Linked DNA regions of Mus musculus: region 2 is linked to region 1. A link is a contact called in public Micro-C data. All regions are on one chromosome and are shown on one strand. The core of a region is the stretch at or near the end of the contact, and the rest is flanking DNA. Distances in the headings are between cores, read along the strand shown. Region 1 has its middle 25 kb from the start of Gm34700. Region 2 has its middle 30 kb from the start of Mtif3.

Region 1 (3,762 bases), core at 41-2,540:
ATCACCCTCAGGAGGTCACTGCTGAGTTTGAGTCAGACTCTGTGGGATGAGAGGGTCCCTTTTAAGAGCCACTATTTAAATTTAAATTTTACTCTATGTCTTACCCAGAGCCACAGGATCTCAACCATGTGGACCCATGAAAGGAAACCACTTCTTTCTAACATAATAAAATACTGCTTTAACTGAGATACCATAAAACAGGACCACGTTGGCCGTCATCATGCATGCGGTTCGGCGGCATTGAGTCCCTTCTAGTCCTTGCGCAACCCCCACCATCTGCCTCCACGGCTTTTCATCATGCAGAACCGAAACTGGAGCAGATTTCATTAAACATTAACTTCCTCCACCCACCGCGGCCAGCTCCTGGCAGCCAACACCCCAGTCTTCCTTTCTAAGTCTGACCTCATGTATGTAACATCATACAGGAATTCTCTTCTCGGGTCTGGCTTATTTCATCAAGTCATTCAGAGTAGCCAAGTGTCCCCTGGCTTTAGCCACTCCGTCACATGTGCCAGGTTTTATTCCTTTTCAGTCTGAGTACTATTCCATTGGGTGCCGAGGCCGCGGTCTCCTCATGCTGGGGGACACATGGCTACTCTGAATGACTTGATGATGAACACAGGTGAACCAGAGACCTACTTGCAAGGAATACCTTCCAGGACCACCCTCTCCAGCTCCCCCCCCCCCCAGCCCCACTCTCCCAAGGATTTCTGAAACGGCAGGGTTCTTGGACACTATCCAAGATAGAGATGCTCTGTACAAGGACAGTCAATCGGATAACTGAGTTAGCTCCTAGGTAACTAGAAAACAGGTAGCATGTACCGTGTGGATACACTACACAAAAGCATGACCAACCCCGGGCTGGGAGGAGCGGAATGACAAAGGCCACTGTGCCACTTCTTGGAATGAGGCACTGTTTAGAACTTGTGAAATGCTCATTTCTGGATTTTTTTTTTTCCATTTAGTTTTCAACCCAACCACAGGCAGGTTGAAACTGTAGAAAGAGAATTATGGGTAAGAGCTTCCTCCAACTGCAAAGGAACTAGATGACTTTAAAGATTCCCCCAAGAGGTCCCAGCAAGTTGAGAATGGCTGAAGTTAATTGCTTTTGAGCACATATTATGCACCACTGACTACCTGATGGGCGTTTGCTCTGTGGCTCCTCACAGCTCGTGAAGTGGGACCCACCGCCATTCTTGGATTCAGAAATCAGACACAAGAGAGAGCCTCTGGAGCCACGGTCCAATTGTAGGTGGAGCTCAGGCCTCTGTCCCCAGCGCTATGCTATTCTGTCCGCCTCTCGCCATGGCTCCTGGCAGCACTTCCACTTCAAGGGAAAGGCCCTTGAAACACAGCTTAGAGACATCAGAATGCAATCTTCAATTTCACCCTGGAAAGAATTTTTTTTTTCCTGCACACCAAATATTTAGTAAGGAGGTTTAATAAATAAAGGTTGTTTATTTTATGTGATCATAGTTATTTTTATTTTAACTTGCAGCTTCATGGTTATTTTATAATAAGTTATCAGCCTGTGTGTTTCCTGAGGTTCAGTAATGCGGAAGCTGTTTCGTGGGACTAAGGCCGTGTGTTACCCGCGACAATACTGCCATCCTGTGGCGGGATGGAACACTGCAGCTTTGTTAACTATCCAATCCTGCAAGGGCAGGTGAAGAAAAGGTCAGGGTTGTATTCAAACGGGGATGGGGGTGGGGGTGGGGGTTGGGGTGGAGGGTGGGGGTGGGTGCCCTCTCCTGCTTGAGGCCACAGTCAGACCATGTCCTCAGTTTGTCAGAGTCCAGGACACACACAGTTCCTGTTCCCTTTGACTCTCGGAGACTCCTGCTCAGACGGGAGTTGTGGCGGGAGACTCAGGGCGCTGGTGGGAGGGTAATGGCAACCCCACCTGCAACCACAGGGACCAAGAATCCAAACGTGGTGTGCATCTCACCCTGTCCTTACTTTTAAGAGGTTTCTATTAACCAGAATTTTCCTTCCTTTCCTCTCTCATCATCCCCCCACGTCGCCTTCTCCCCTCCCAAAAAGGTTGGGGGAGTGTGTGTGGGCGGGGATGCATTGGGAAGTGACCAGATCAGACCTAATTGCCAGCAAACAAGCTCAGGTATATAGGAGCAGCTCTTGGGCAACGCCGAGGACAGAGAAGTCAGGTGGGGAACCCTGGATGTGTCAGGAATGAGCTGGCTTTTCGCCATATAAGGTCCTGGTTCAAGTGCTTGGTAGTTGTTCAACTCGGGGCTGGCGCCGTCCGGAACTCAGTTTTGGTGCCATCTGGGTAAGGGGGGGCTTGACAATTCGGGCAGGGCTGTAGAGAGGGGCTTTCTGGCCCACACCATGCTGGTCTTTGGTGATGGCTCGTGTTTGCTGTCAGTAAACCATGCATTATGGGCACCAGGAGGAGGGTGTTTGAATTAATTTAAATGTATGACTGTTTTGCCCGAACATATGTATGGGAACCATATGTATGTCTTGTGCCTGCAGAGGCCAGAACGACCATTGAATCCCCTAGAACTGGAGTTACAGATGGTTGTGAGCTGTCATGTGGGTGCCAGGAATTGAACTTGGGTCCTCTGCAGGAGAAACCAGTGCTCTTAACCACGGAGCCATCTCTGCAGCCCTGTGTAAATGTTCTAAAAGATGAGATCTTTTAGGTCACAGTAGTTACTGTCGGCTGGGCCAAGGTGACCTGGATATGTCTAGCTTGGATTCTGTGGAGGTCATGAACTCAGGGCAACTAGCTACACAGCCAGTGTTCTGTGACTGTGTCCCTCTACACAGCCTCTTTCCTTCCCTAGCACGCTGGGCAATCACACAAACATTCAATCTCCCTCTACCCGCTTTCTATTTTTCTTCTCCAGAGTCTTACTATGTAGCCTTGGCTGGTTTGGAAATTGCTATGGAAATCAGGCTGGCTTCAAACTCAGAGATCTGCTTACCTCTGCCTCCTGAGTGTTGAAGTGGTCTCTCTCTCTCTCTCTCTCTCTCTCTCTCTCTCTCTCTCTCTCTCTCTCTCTCTCTCTCTCTCTTATCGAGATAGGGTTTCTCTGTATAGCCCCGGCTGTCCTGGAACTCATTCTGTAGACCAGGCTGGCCTCAAACTCAGAAATCTGCCAGCCTCTGCCTCCCAAGTGCTGGGATTAAAGGCGTGCGCCACCACTGCCTGGCTCCTCTTCTCGTAAAGCCCTTCCCTTGGATGATTTCTCTGGCTGACTTCCCTTGCTTCTGCTTAGGTTCATTGCTCTGTGCTTCTTCCTGGATCATGTCAGGTTCCCTAATGGCCTCCCATGCAGAGGAGTCATCGGGACCAGAAGACTGTAAATGAAATGGGCACCAGAGTTCGAAACCTTTAAAAACCAGACACCCCCAGGGCTGGGGAGATGGCTCAGCGCTTAAGAGTATTTGCTGCTCTTGCAGAAGACCCCGGTTTGGTTCCCAGCACCTACTGCAGGTGACTCACAAATAACTCCATGTAACTCCAGTTCCAAGGGATCTGAGGTCCTCTTCTGGTCTCCACCGGCACCAGGAATACACACAGTGTGCAGACATAAGGCAAGCAAAGCACCCATATACATAAAAATAAAATAAATCAAATATTAAAAAGGAAAAAAGTAAGGTCCTTCAGTAGTTCACAGAAATCTTGAGAGCTGTGGACTTCAAAGGACACAGATTGAGGTTAGAGTCCACGGGACCTGGTTCCACCAGCTGGAAGGGCTCACACCAGTCCTTCAAAGGAGGATCTTACGGTTC
Region 2 (3,625 bases), core at 395-2,894, 320 kb before region 1:
GGGGTGGGCGTGGGATAGATAGGAGTATTCAGCATGTTTGAGCCCTGCACTTCCAATGGCACCCTGCTCTAACTGCCAAGAGAAACTTGCTTTGTGTTGCAATGGCCCTGTCCACACATGACACTTCCTGTGCTTTTTCATGGCTGTACGCCAAAGGATGTACATTATCTCTTGTCACAAATCTCTTGTCACCCCCGTTATTATTTGGTACCTTTATTATCTGGGACAGATGTATTTAAACAATGTTGGGAGGCTGAAGCCACCGGTTTTGTGGATTAACAGGACCTGTGGCAAAGTAAAGATTTGGAACCAAAAGCAAAAATTCTAAACTCTAAGGGTTGTTGTTGTTTTAAATGAGAAATAAGCCTGCTGGCTGGAGAAGCTATGTTCACTTACAGAAATAGAATTAAACATAATACCTTTAGAGATGAAGTAGACCTGGGTTTGTAGAAAACATTAAACAACCCGACCAAACGCCGTGGACGTGGAGACAAGCGTCCGCTCCGATGGAAAAAGTGACTGTCAGCAACACGCCTGCACTGTCTTGGGCTCTCCTGTGAGTGTTTTACCTTGGCCGCAAATGAAAACATTTAAATTTCTTTAAAATTACATTTGACTTAATTACGCCCGGGGCCCCAATCCTGTGAAGCCCCCATTTTTGCCTGCTTTTCCAGTGGATGGAAGAGGCAGGCTCCTCGCCCCATAAAGACTTGTTTTTCTCCAGGACGCTCGCTATGTGCAGAATGTTAATAGCCGGCTGAGCATGAATAGCTCTGTGGCGCCACTTGAAATATAGAAAAATGGCCCGGACATTAAAAAAGATAAAAGCGAAAAGGGCAGTAATGAATTTAGAGGAAAATGAACATTAATGGCCCTGGCATTGCTTGTGTTCCCACATAGCGGATTATTGGAAATCTGTCAAGCACACCAAATTATCTACTCGTCGGCTGCTGCGGGGCCCTCTACAGCCATCCAAAACCAGCAAAAGCAAGACAATTTAAGCTAATTTTACTATTTATAACAATAGAACAGGCCATTAAGATAAATTAATGTCATTATCAAGTTTCTATGAAAATGACAAATGCCACTCTCTGGAGCAACTTAGGGACTGTTGACGATAATGAAACCCACCGCACAGGTACTAAAGACAGACACTCCACGTAATTATATTCTAGTAGTCTGTTTGTTTCCTGGCCATTCATTTGCTTTCCCCACAATTAGTTCTGTACACAATATGTCAGTAACTAAACAGTCAACACCAGGCAGCATTAGGACTAATTGGGCCATTAGGATGTAGTTTCCAGCCTTTCTTCTTCCTAAAGGGGGCTGGGAGTAAACAGAGCCCAGGCACAATGGTGGGGATCGTCTTCATTTAGGAAGATACAAACAGGGTAATCAGCCAGGCAGGTGAAGGGCCCTGCACAGAATTCCCCCGAATCTGGGATGCTCACAAACTCCGCAGTGAGCTCTCCTGCTCTCTCCCCTCCATCCAGGGAGCTGTCACATCAGGATGACCCAGAACCAGCAGCGTGGGCTGGAACGGGGCCATCCAGAAGTGCCAAGAATTCCTGGGACCTGGCAGGCCTGCCAGTTGGGACAAGGCTGAGTCACTTAGGGTTTGGCCAGGGGAAAGCCCAGGTCTGCGGCAGGGCTGTGGTCTCTAGTCATTACCTTGGGGCCGAATTGTTGTGAGGTTATTCGGGGACTGTCAACAGCACAGATCGTCTTTCCCTAAATCAGAGGTCAGTGGGAAAGACTTGTCTCTGGCTAGCCAGTGAGAGGTTGGTTGAGCAAAGATGGCCACAGAATCACAGTACTGAGGCACGAGTGGCCGATGTGTGTCACGCCACACCCTGGAGCCGCGGCTGCCGTTGTAATCTAAGGGATGGGACTCAGGAGGCCTTTCCCAGTGCTGTGCAGCTGCCAGGACCACACTGCCTTCCAGGCTGGGGTATGTGAGAAACGGCCCACCTCACCTACCTTTGCTCTCAGTCTGTGACTCTCAGGAAATAGGAAGCATACAAATAAGAACCCCAAAGATCTCAGAGTAGCGAGGAGTTAGCATGACAGAGCTACCAATCAGAGGAAAACCAACCGAACAAGCGAAACTGAGCACAGCATACATAAGAGACTCCTGAAAGCCATGTCAGGTGAGACCCTGGAGTGGCAGCCACTGTATCACACCATCTCCCAGGGCTTAAAAATCCATCAGCAGAGGGGACCTTAGAGATGAGCTCTAAGGACACATCTGCAGATCACTGAGGAAACAAGATCCAAGGACCAGATAGTGAGGGGCTAGACTGCTCCTCAGAGGTAAAGGGGTGTCTGGGTGTGGGTGTGGGGGTGCGTGGGGGTGCGTGGGAGGTGCGTGGGGGTGTGTGGGGTGTGGGGGTGCGTGGGGGTGCGTGGGGGTGTGGGGGTGCGTGGGGGGTGCGTGGGGGGGTTGTGTGTGCTTGTGCAGACCTTCCTGCTTAGAGCTGAAGTCCCCACAGAAGACATAATGCTTTTTCTTTATATAGTAGGAGGCTTGGGGACATGGGGACTTGAAACCCAGGTTCGCTCCTGTTTCTAAGTTTCCTGGCCATGTGCCTATTTGACAGGGGTCATCCAGTTAGTAAATTTACGTATTGCTAGTGGTTTCTGAGCCAACTAGACAGGACAGTGATTATACACACCACCTGAAGAATGGCATTCACAGTCATCATTACTCTGAATGTTCAAAGCTCTCCAAATGATGACATGGATTGTTTCAGCTCCCCCAAGAAGTGGCCTCAGTTTATTGTATCAGTTTCCCCATGAGGAAGCCAAGTGACCCAAAAGCAGAAAGTCCAGGGAACAGTCTGGAAGATTCAGCTCACCACACTGTGTAGGAACACGAGGCAGTGACTCGGCTGTCATTGCATCCTGCAGAGTCTGAGGCCTGCCTGGGCCTTCCCTCCTGGCTATCCTGCAAGCCTTACGGTTGCCCAGCCTTGTGCTATGCTGAGACTTTGCCGGCTTTAGTTAGGACAGCAGGCGCTGAAGCTTAAATTCATAGCCATGCCCATGGGTACTACTGTTAATAGATACAGAGATGTGTTAGAATTCAGGGTGCCTGCCTGAGAGTCTCATTGCTGTGCTGCCCAGGGGATATTTCCCCACTGAGGCTCTTCTACCAGCAAGTTGAAGATGGCAGAATCCTGACCCCGTCACTCCCTGCCCCTCACCTCGGCCCAGTTTTTTTTTTTTTTTCAAATCTCAAGCCTCAGTTTTCCCATCCATGAAATGGGGTTGAACATTTTCTCCATCTGATCATTAAGACCGTCAGGACAAAATATTTCCACTCGCAGAGCCTCTCTGACCCTCTCTTGTTGATTTCGGTAGCTTCTAGTGCCTCACTAGCCGATTACTGACTGTGACAACCTCATTCTGCAAAAATCACACGAGCTTTTACAGATCTTTACGGGAAGGAAATAGGCTAATGCACTGTTTCCCCGAGTGTGCCGGGCGCCCAATCTTTCTCTAATGGGCTCAAATTGCAATTTTAAAATCTAAACCGTGAACTTAAACCCTCCCACAGACATGCGCAGGAGCGATGTCCTCTCTCACTCCTTATGTTTCCAGAGAAAATGAAAGCTTGAGAGAG

The links. Hi-C and Micro-C count contacts between places; a contact is called where the count stands out from the background.
Region 2: a contact with region 1 is called in a Micro-C map of the HL-1 cell line, with 3 times the contacts expected there. The contact joins two enhancer-like sites. A contact is called at or near these places in 2 of 15 datasets of contacts at CTCF or cohesin (the NIH/3T3 cell line and large pre-B cells), 9 of 484 Hi-C or Micro-C datasets (the G1E-ER4 cell line, the HL-1 cell line, embryonic stem cells and 2 more), 3 of 115 datasets of contacts at active chromatin or transcription factors (acute myeloid leukemia, large pre-B cells and pancreatic cancer cells) and 1 of 9 other capture datasets (embryonic stem cells).

Annotation. Positions count from the first base shown.
Region 1 is chr5:146,673,234-146,676,995 of GRCm38.p6, reverse strand. No RefSeq gene overlaps it. Among named protein-coding and RNA genes, the nearest start is that of Gm34700, 25 kb to the left of the region's middle. Within about 2 kb of position 1,290, at least 114 of the 459 cell types and tissues checked have an H3K27ac peak or open chromatin away from gene starts, as enhancers often do. A contact at or near this core is called in the HL-1 cell line and pancreatic cancer cells, where this site is marked.
Region 2 is chr5:146,991,665-146,995,289 of GRCm38.p6, reverse strand. No RefSeq gene overlaps it. Among named protein-coding and RNA genes, the nearest start is that of Mtif3, 30 kb to the right of the region's middle. Within about 2 kb of position 1,644, at least 44 of the 459 cell types and tissues checked have an H3K27ac peak or open chromatin away from gene starts, as enhancers often do. A contact at or near this core is called in the HL-1 cell line and pancreatic cancer cells, where this site is marked.